Linked DNA regions of Anas platyrhynchos: all the other regions are linked to region 3. Evidence: chromatin contacts called from public Hi-C data. All regions are on one chromosome and are shown on one strand. The core of a region is the stretch at or near the end of the contact, and the rest is flanking DNA. Distances in the headings are between cores, read along the strand shown.

Region 1 (2,845 bases), core at 322-2,821, 520 kb after region 3:
TATATATAAGCAGTGATATGATGGTCTAAATGTTGCAGAATTTCAGCTGATAAATTAAAATCAAGCCATACTGTAGTCAGGACCCAACAGGTACCAAGGGAGGTTGACAAAAATGACTATTTTTGTTTTGTTTTGTTTGTTTCCAGCTACAGTGCAACTCCCTGACTAATCTGTCATTTGGGCAGTTCCCAAAGCACAGACCACAACCTCCCTTGAGTGTAATGAAGAGGAAGACAAACAAACAGAAGGTGCATGACAAAAGTACTGCTCCAAGAAAACGGCAGACAAGCCAAAGTTTAACTAAGAAAGAGCATGGTGCTTCCCTAGACTAGGTAAACAAGCTGGTGCTTGCCATGAAAGTGTCTCAAAGATAAATCATTATCCAGAAATATTTGACAATTCAGAGATGTTGTGTAGTCACTATACCAAGCAGTAAGGGATGTCAGAAACCTGGAACTTAAGCAACAGATGTGAAAGGAGGAGACCAAAAATATAGGAACTAAAAGTACCCAGCTTAGTAAGAGATATCCACCAGGATGGTTAAGATTTTTAAGATTTCCCCAGAACAAACAGTAAGGCCATCCAAGTACTCTCCTGAAATCCAGGTGGATCTCCTGGTGTTATGACAGTGTGAATATATATTTATATACATACCTATTGCATAGACTTCAGGACATTCAGAATAGTTGTCAGACTTCAGAGCTGAGAAACTCTAAGAGCACAGGGGCTAAAGTCACAGGCTGCTCATGGCAAAGATGCAATTTGTGGAGAAAATAAATCCATCTGATAATTGGCAGAGGGTCTGTCAGCTGATCACATATCTCACAGATATATAAAGATCCCTGAAAATCGAATCAATGCTTTTATTATTTTCTTTTAATATGAATAATGTAAGCAGACTTGAGTAGCCTTAAAGTATAGGATTAACCATCTTTGTCCTTTTGTTGTTACCTGGGGTTTGAAATTGTTCCTGAAAGCACCTAACAGAACTAGCACAGACAGCAGTTGTTTTAGGATATAAGTACTTTTGGAATCAAGGCTTTGACATCTCTTTCATCAGAAAACCTATTCTAAGGAATGCTGTTCTTATCTAGCAGATGTTCCACTAAAGAATTTGCTTTGTCCTTTGCAAAATATGGCTCAGAGCCCATATCCACTCCACTGTGGAGATAAGAGTGTTGTTTTTAAGGTAATGAGGGAAGTCTCTTTCCCCATATAAAAGCTCTTTAGGAATCTTTGACTATGAAGAAATAAGCATTTCCCGATGGGGATTTGGAATGTCATTTGTAAACAGTTCACATTTGTATGCAGTTTTTACTACATGAATTACTGTTTCCTTAACTGAAAGAGAAGAGTTGGGCTTATAAAAGTATAATTAAAAAAATAGCTGGGTAAAAAGTTTGCAAGAAATAGCTTGTTTAATGGATTTAATCCCTTTCTCTACTCAGAAATTATCTACAGTCAGTCTTTTGTTATGAATTCCTTCAGTACTCCTCTTTGTTAGTCAGAAGTTTTGTGCAAACAAATTTCTCCCCACTCATTGCACTCCAAATGCTGACTGTAAGTGTTCTCTTTAGTATTTTAATATGTTCACTGCTTGATAGGTTCAAGCTGTGCAATTGGGTGTCTAAGTCACATGGTGTTGTTTATGTTCTCAGAATCCTTTTGCCCTTAATGATTTTCATATGGCCGAGACATAAATTTTGTTTTATGATTAAATGAAACTTGGCTCAGAGGAGCCAAAATTAATTTTTCAGGAGCATTTTGTACAAACAAAACTCCACTGACATAAACATATTAAATAGGGGCTATGAGCACAGCCAGAGTAAAAAATCTATGTAGAAGATGCCAAAGTGCTAGAATGTTTTGTCCTAACAGACCCAATAGCGATTTTTTTTCCTTCATCAGTCCCTAATACTATAGACATTATAAACTTCCTCAATTAAATATGAGTCTGTACGTAATATTATCATCATTTAAACTTTCATGTATAGCAATTTTACTGAAAACTTGAAAAATATAATTTCACACCACTGTTTGTACATAAATATTTCCAGGGCCAGCTGTCAGTCTGCCAACTGTATACAATAAATAATTTGTTATTTCCACTCTCCTAGGAAAGCAGTTTTCTTTAAAACAAACCTTCACAATATGTGTTGTTTGCTACCATTTCAAGGCCTGCTACACCAATGGAAAAGAATGTGCTAAATGTAGCATTATCATGCAGGTCAGGCAGGGCAGCCCCGTACACATTTTCCCACAATCTCTGCTCATTAACATCTAGTTCCCCCATTGTGCAGATTTTTGGCTGTGTTCCATCAGACCAGAGAAGAAAAATGTTTACAATATGCAAACTTGGAGGGACAAAAAAAAAAAAAAAAAAAAAAAGCTTTGAAATGTCGGTCCTTTGGGATGAAAAGTTTCAAAGGGGAAGGTAAGTCAAAGGTTACTAATGGGATGTCTGCAACACCTGCTTTTAGTGGAGGTTTCATAAACAAGCTTTACTTCTCAAGAACAGCTTGGCCTAGACAAAATACCAGCTAAAATATCTGTGGCTAGCTTGAGCAGCCTGGTACCCATGAACAGAAAAGGTCAGGTTTGTTATATCCTAACATGGCCTCTCACCCTACTTTTATTGATAAAATGAGATTGCCTCAGTGGCCAGCATTGCTTTTCACATCGTAAGGCTGAAGGCACCGGCAGCGTCTGCAGGGGAGGAGGAGGAAGGTGATGTTTAGTGTCACTGTTGCAAAAAGCCCTGCTGTCTGAGGAAGAGCCGAACTGTCGCACATGGGAACGAGTTTTTCAAACTTCAGAAGTTTCCCAGCTCTGCTAAATAGCCCTC
Region 2 (2,825 bases), core at 241-2,740, 590 kb after region 3:
TGCTTAACGTTTTAAGTCTTTAAGTTCATCATTTACTGTAATGTAAAGTTATATCACAGAAATTTTGGAGTGACTCCCCTCCACAAGTTACTTTCAAACAATAACAAGCCATCACATACTTGTTCCTATGCTCTGAGGAGCTTTGAACTTTAATAAATTAATCCTATTTAAAAGTAACTTAATGCTGCCTTAACTACATCATTGCATGAAGTGTCAATTTGACATCCTCCGTTACATGCGTTCATTGCAACTTTCACATACTGGAAATTAAGAACATTTACACTTGCAACTGGTGTTAAATAAATGCCAATAGAACTCCTTGGAGATTAAGCAATTAGAATAGATTATGTAGCACAAGAAAATTTGTGAATAACACAGTGTTTTGTTATTAAATGACTACCTTCATGAAATAAGATTTTTTAAAAAACTTGCATGTTTAATACTGTAGTTAAGTTTTTAAAAGTGGTCTAGAAAAAAATACACATGTGTACACATGGGTTATTTGCATGGTTGGTGACAATACAGACTTTAATCCTTTTGTATCTTGTACTTCATTCAAGGTACATGAAAGCTTTAAATACATGTAGAATAGTATGCAAGCAATAGTCTAAGTGTAAATACTTAACACACTCAAGCTCCTTGCATGTGAGAGCATGTATCTTATTTATTTGAGTGCACCATGCACACACACACCTAAAGTAAACTGAAAATAACTACCATCATTTGCCCTGCAATGTGTATTGCCAGTACTCACCGAAATGATTGGTTATATACCAAAATTAAAGGAGTGGGCAGGCTGGGAAGAAATGGACAATTAATTTTATGTCTTGAAGTTCAAGGTTAAAGTGAGCTCAATTCACTAATGCTAAAACTTCATAAGCAGTGTAGAGAAAAAGGGGGCACATTACCTAGATAAAGTTGTGTGCCTAGAACATGGAATTCAACATAAACATATAAAAGGCAGGAGGAAAACAAACAAAAAAAAAAGTAGGTTTGGGAACAGAGTGCAGTTTGGAGTCACACCCTGAGTTCTAAAGTCAGCAGAAGTACAAAAACCCATGCTGACACCCACATGGGGGTCATCCCCCCCCCACAGCCTCCACCGTACCAAAACCAACCCCTGCTCACCGAGGTCACCACCAAAGCCACACACACTCCATACAAAGCAGCTCATTGTAACCAAAAGCTTCCTAGAGCTAGTTGGTGCTGGGATACAATGAAGGTGGTGTAAGACGTGAACTAGTTGAGGCGGCATTTATTTCACAGGAAAAGAGGGGATCTTATTTGTAAGGGAGCAGGATTTAAGTGTCAGGCATTTAAAAAAAAAATAAAAATAGGAACAACAACGACAAAAATCACAACGTAAAACAGCTGCGGGGAAGTTGTTTTTCCACTTGATGCAGCCTGTAGAGATTGTTTAAAAGGTACGCCTGTGGCTCTGAAGTCACCAGCTGCAAGAAATCCCAATCTCAGAGTGCCAGCGCCACCTTCCTGCCAAGGATTCAGTCGCAGGCTCTGAAAACGGAGGCGCACACCAAGGGCTGCTAGCGTTTGCTCAAGTCCAAAGCCGCACGGCTTTCTGGCTAGATAAGACACCGGTGTGCTCCGGGAGGCTGATGCTGATGGTCCCACTGCCCTGACCGCCTGTCCCCAGACTTCCCCAAGCGTCCCGCACTGCAGCGCCGGGAGGAGATGGTCAGATCTCCTCCTGTCACCGCAGCACGCTCATGATTCTGCTCCCCTCAGCGAGCAACCAGCAAAAAGCTCTTCCAAGGAAAAGAGTTTAAAACTCACAGGAAGACACTGGAAATTAAATTTAACCCAGCCTCCTTCTAGAAGCTGTATTTTTTTTTTTTTCCTTAATGTTAGAAGACAGCCTTTCTGCTGAGGAAAAAAAAAAAAAGTTTAATTGTTTTCTTGGGTGTAAAGACTTCTCTCAGTAATTTGCTAAGCCAGGGAAAAAAAAGTTTCTCCCATACAAGTACTTTTTCCAAAGGAAAACATTACTGCAGCAAGACTTTAAAAAACAAACAAGATGTTAGTGGGTGTTATAAAGATTACCTAAAAGTAACATTTAGGTCTAGTAAAATGTCATATTTCGGGGACTTAAATATTTATATTCCTCACCACTCAGAACCAGGAATTCAATGCACCTTTAAATCAGCAAGGGAAAGACTAAAACAGCCACCAGCTCCCTGGAAGAGAGGCTAAGTTCCTGGCTGATGAAACCTGCAAGCCACTAAGGAGCTCCACAGACAGGAGCCCAATAGGAAACCCATCTCTTCTTCCTGTGTTGAAAGGCCCACAGCTACAATTGGCAATATCGTCTGCGTGAAAGGAACCAGCAACACAAAAACTGCATCTCAAAGAATTTTGGAGTTATGAAGTGTGCCAGAATGGGTGTGCTTAAAGCTACAATGTACTGTTTAGGTATAGACATGGTGCAGAACTGACATCAGCAGAGGAACTGATTCTTTTTTACGGTCTCAAAGTGCAGTAAATATGACATGAAAAGACATATACTACTCCAGTCAAGTATATTCTGAGCTTCTCCAGTTTATTCCTCTAAAGCAACTGCCACCAAGGGCTTCTCTCGATGCTACCTACAACAGAAAAATAAATCTACCCCTCTGAACCATTTTAGGTGCTTGAATCATTTACTCCATATACCACAAGCATAATTTCACTTCAGTAACCAGATAGTACAAGTAATGGCCTACACATTTTTATGTCTCCTTTTCCTCAGTTTCTACCTCAGATGGATGTGGAAACAAAGTCCCACAGCAAATCATGACATATTTCTGTTCAAGTGTAACTTCAATACT
Region 3 (3,076 bases), core at 151-2,650:
TCAGCTCCTGGCCGGGCTCTTCATGAAGAGCGACCGTCCTGGTCTGCCTGTGGCACCTAACTCATGTCGCCGACTCCTTGCGACGGCGTGAGTTTGGGGAGGAATCTGCTGTAAAACAAGATAAACTGTCAAATTAAGCCTAATGAACGTGTGTAAACTGCACCGGGCTAACTCACTCTAGGCAAAAACTCATGTCTGAAGTGGAAGTACTCGCTGTAGGCTTCCAGGATTCGAGATTACTTATGTAAGTAATTCACAGTGCAACGTGAGACTTCACACAGCAGCAGCAGGAGAAGGTTAGAATCGGAGATGGCAGCTTGTTGCACAGGGTGCGTGTTATCTAACGCAATAAAGCCACGCTGGGAGCTGGCCTGGAAATTAATTCGTTGGCATCTGCTTTCAGCTCCTGGGCAAAGAGTAGCCCAGGTTACGTCTGGAAGCCGCTTTTAAGGGTCAAGCAGTCGTGCGGCTCCTGACTACAGCTGCCCGCTAGCGCAGCTCCCAGCTTGTGGGACTGGTGCAGCAGCAAGGCTGGCAGAAGGGGGAACTCTGCCGAAAGGCCGGCTGGGCTCTGTGCCCTCGGCTGTTTCAGCAGCGAGGGGACGGCTGCCTGCTGGCCCTGGCTTTTTGGTGTTTTGCTGGGAAGGGGAAGTGCGTGTGGGCATTTACACTGAGCGCTGGGCAGCTGCAGACAGAGCAGCGCAGCAGCAGGTCCACGCTGCGCATAAAACCGAGCAACTCTGTGAGCCTCGGGGCGTGCGGCTCCTCCCGGGCCAACTTCCCTCAGCGGCGGGCCGGGGGCGGCAGGGGGCGGCACAGCGCCGGGCACGGCCGGGACGGGGAGGGGGGGGGGGGGGCGAGCAGCAGCGCGCTGCGGGCAGCCGGGAGCGAGCCCGCCCGGCCCCGGGGCGGCCCCGGGCTTTTGTCTCGGGCCCATTACGTGGCACAAGCGGCTGAGGAGGAGGAGGAGGAGGAGGAGGAGGAGGAGGAGGAGGAGGAGGTGGAGGCGGCTCCGCGCCGACCCGAAATGGCGGCCAGCGGCGGGGCGGGGCGGGGCGGGCGGCGGGCGGGGCGCTGGGCCCCGGCACCTCCCCCCCGTGCCTCGGCGGCGGCGTTTATATGGGGGCGGCGCGGGGCCCCGCCGAGCTCCCGCCGGTCGCCCGCTGCCCTGCAGCCGCCGCCGCCGCCCCGGCCCGGCTCCCGCCGCCCCGCCGGGAAGGAGTCGGGAGCGTTTCGGACCCGTGAGCGGCCGGCACCCCCCCCACACCCGCACCCCACACCCACCCCGCCCCGGCCGCCGCCGCCGCCGCCTCCCGCCCAGTCGTGGCTTTTGCAAACCCTCCGAGGGGAGCGGGCTCTTTCGGTCCTTGCTGCGTGTCCGACCATTACAGGATCTAGCGATGTCTACGACGCTGTTATCGGCCTTCTACGACATCGACTTCTTGTGCAAGGTAAGGGCCGGGCCGGGACAAGGGGGGAGGCTGCCCGGGGGGCGCGGGGCTGCTCCGTGCCCCCAGCCCCGTTCCCGTCCCTGTCCCTGTCCCTGCCCCGCCGCGGCTGCGGGGCCGTGCCCAGGGCGGCGCGGGCTGGCGGTCGCGCTGCGAGCCAACCCGCCTCTCTCCGCTCTCTCCTCCTCCTCCTCCTCTTCTCCCGCTCCTCGTCCCCCCCTTCTCCCACCCCGCTCGCAGACGGAGAAGTCCCTGAGCAACCTGAGCAGCATGCTGGACAAGAAGGCCGTGGGGACCCCGGTCACCCCCCCCAGCTCCAGCTTCGCGCCGGGCTTCCTGCGGCGGCACTCGACCAGCAACCTGCCGGCCCTGGCCGGCGGCTCCAAGTTCCCCAGCCCCACCGGCTCCAGCTCGTCCTCCTCCTCCTCCTCCTCCTCTTCCTCCTCCTCGTTCGGCAGCCTGAAGGAGACGGGCTCCGGCGGCGGAGGCGGCGGCAGCAGCAGCCCCACGGCCCTGCTCAACAAGGAGAACAAGTTCCGGGACCGCTCCTTCAGCGAGAACGGCGAGCGCAGCCAGCACCTCATGCAGCAGCTCCAGCAGCAGCAGCAGCAGCAGCAGAAGGGGGGCGGCTCGGGCGGCGGCGGGGGGGCGCCCATCAACTCGACGCGCTACAAGACGGAGCTGTGCCGCCCCTTCGAGGAGAGCGGCGCCTGCAAGTACGGCGAGAAGTGCCAGTTCGCGCACGGCTTCCACGAGCTGCGCAGCCTCACCCGCCACCCCAAGTACAAGACCGAGCTGTGCCGCACCTTCCACACCATCGGCTTCTGCCCCTACGGCCCCCGCTGCCACTTCATCCACAACGCCGACGAGCGCCGCCCGGCGCCCGGCGGGGGCACGGCCGCCGCTCCCCCCGCCTCGGCCGCCCCCCCGCACCACCACCACCACCACCACCAGCACGCCCCGCACCCCGCCGGCAGCACCGGCGACCTCCGCGCCTTCGCCCCCCGCGACCACCCCCTGGGAGGAGGAGGAGGAGGCGGCGGCGGCGGCTTCGGGCACCCCCGCGGCGGCGGCGGCGGCGGGGGCAGCGAGCGGCCCAAGCTGCACCACAGCCTGAGCTTCTCCGGCTTCTCCGCCCACCACCACCACCACCACCACCCGCACGCCGCCGCCCCGCCGCCCCCGCCGCCCCCCGGCGGCCGCCTGGACGCCGCGCTGCTGGAGAGCCCCGGCGGGTCGCGCACGCCGCCGCCGCCCGCCTCGGCCTCGTCGTACTGCGAGGAGCTGCTCTCGCCGCCCTGCGCCAACAACGCCTTCGCCTTCTCGGGCCAGGAGCTGGGCAGCCTCATCGCGCCCCTCGCCCTGCACACCCCCAGCTTCGCCGCCGCCGCCGCCGCGGCAGCCGCCGCCGCCGCCTATTACCGCTGCCAGCAGCAGCAGCAGCAGCAGCCCCCGCCGCCGCCGCCCCCCGGGGGGGGCTGCCCGCCGCCCCCCGCCTCGCCGCCCTTCAGCTTCCAGCCCCTGCGCCGCCTCTCCGAGTCGCCCGTCTTCGACGCGCCGCCCAGCCCGCCGGACTCGCTGTCGGACCGCGAGAGCTACCTGAGCGGCTCCCTCAGCTCCGGCTCGCT

Evidence for each region. Hi-C and Micro-C count contacts between places; a contact is called where the count stands out from the background.
Region 1: a contact with region 3 is called in a Hi-C map of small yellow follicle, with 4 times the contacts expected there. The contact joins the enhancer-like site here to the promoter of ZFP36L2 in region 3. A contact is called at or near these places in 4 of 8 Hi-C or Micro-C datasets (F5 follicle, liver, small yellow follicle and 1 more).
Region 2: a Hi-C map of subcutaneous adipose tissue shows a contact between it and region 3, with 5 times the contacts expected there. The contact joins the enhancer-like site here to the promoter of ZFP36L2 in region 3. A contact is called at or near these places in 2 of 8 Hi-C or Micro-C datasets (liver and subcutaneous adipose tissue).

What each region holds. Positions count from the first base shown.
Region 1 is chr3:41,547,455-41,550,299 of IASCAAS_PekinDuck_T2T, forward strand. No RefSeq gene overlaps it. Among named protein-coding and RNA genes, the nearest start is that of TRNAM-CAU, 300 kb to the right of the region's middle. Within about 2 kb of position 1,572, at least 2 of the 8 cell types and tissues checked have an H3K27ac peak or open chromatin away from gene starts, as enhancers often do. A contact at or near this core is called in small yellow follicle and subcutaneous adipose tissue, where this site is marked.
Region 2 is chr3:41,616,296-41,619,120 of IASCAAS_PekinDuck_T2T, forward strand. No RefSeq gene overlaps it. Among named protein-coding and RNA genes, the nearest start is that of TRNAM-CAU, 230 kb to the right of the region's middle. Within about 2 kb of position 1,491, at least 2 of the 8 cell types and tissues checked have an H3K27ac peak or open chromatin away from gene starts, as enhancers often do. A contact at or near this core is called in subcutaneous adipose tissue, where this site is marked.
Region 3 is chr3:41,028,917-41,031,992 of IASCAAS_PekinDuck_T2T, forward strand. ZFP36L2 (ZFP36 ring finger protein like 2) reads left to right here and starts at 1,401. Exons shown (of 2, transcript XM_027454118.3): 1 at 1,401-1,451; 2 at 1,689-3,076. The coding sequence starts at 1,401.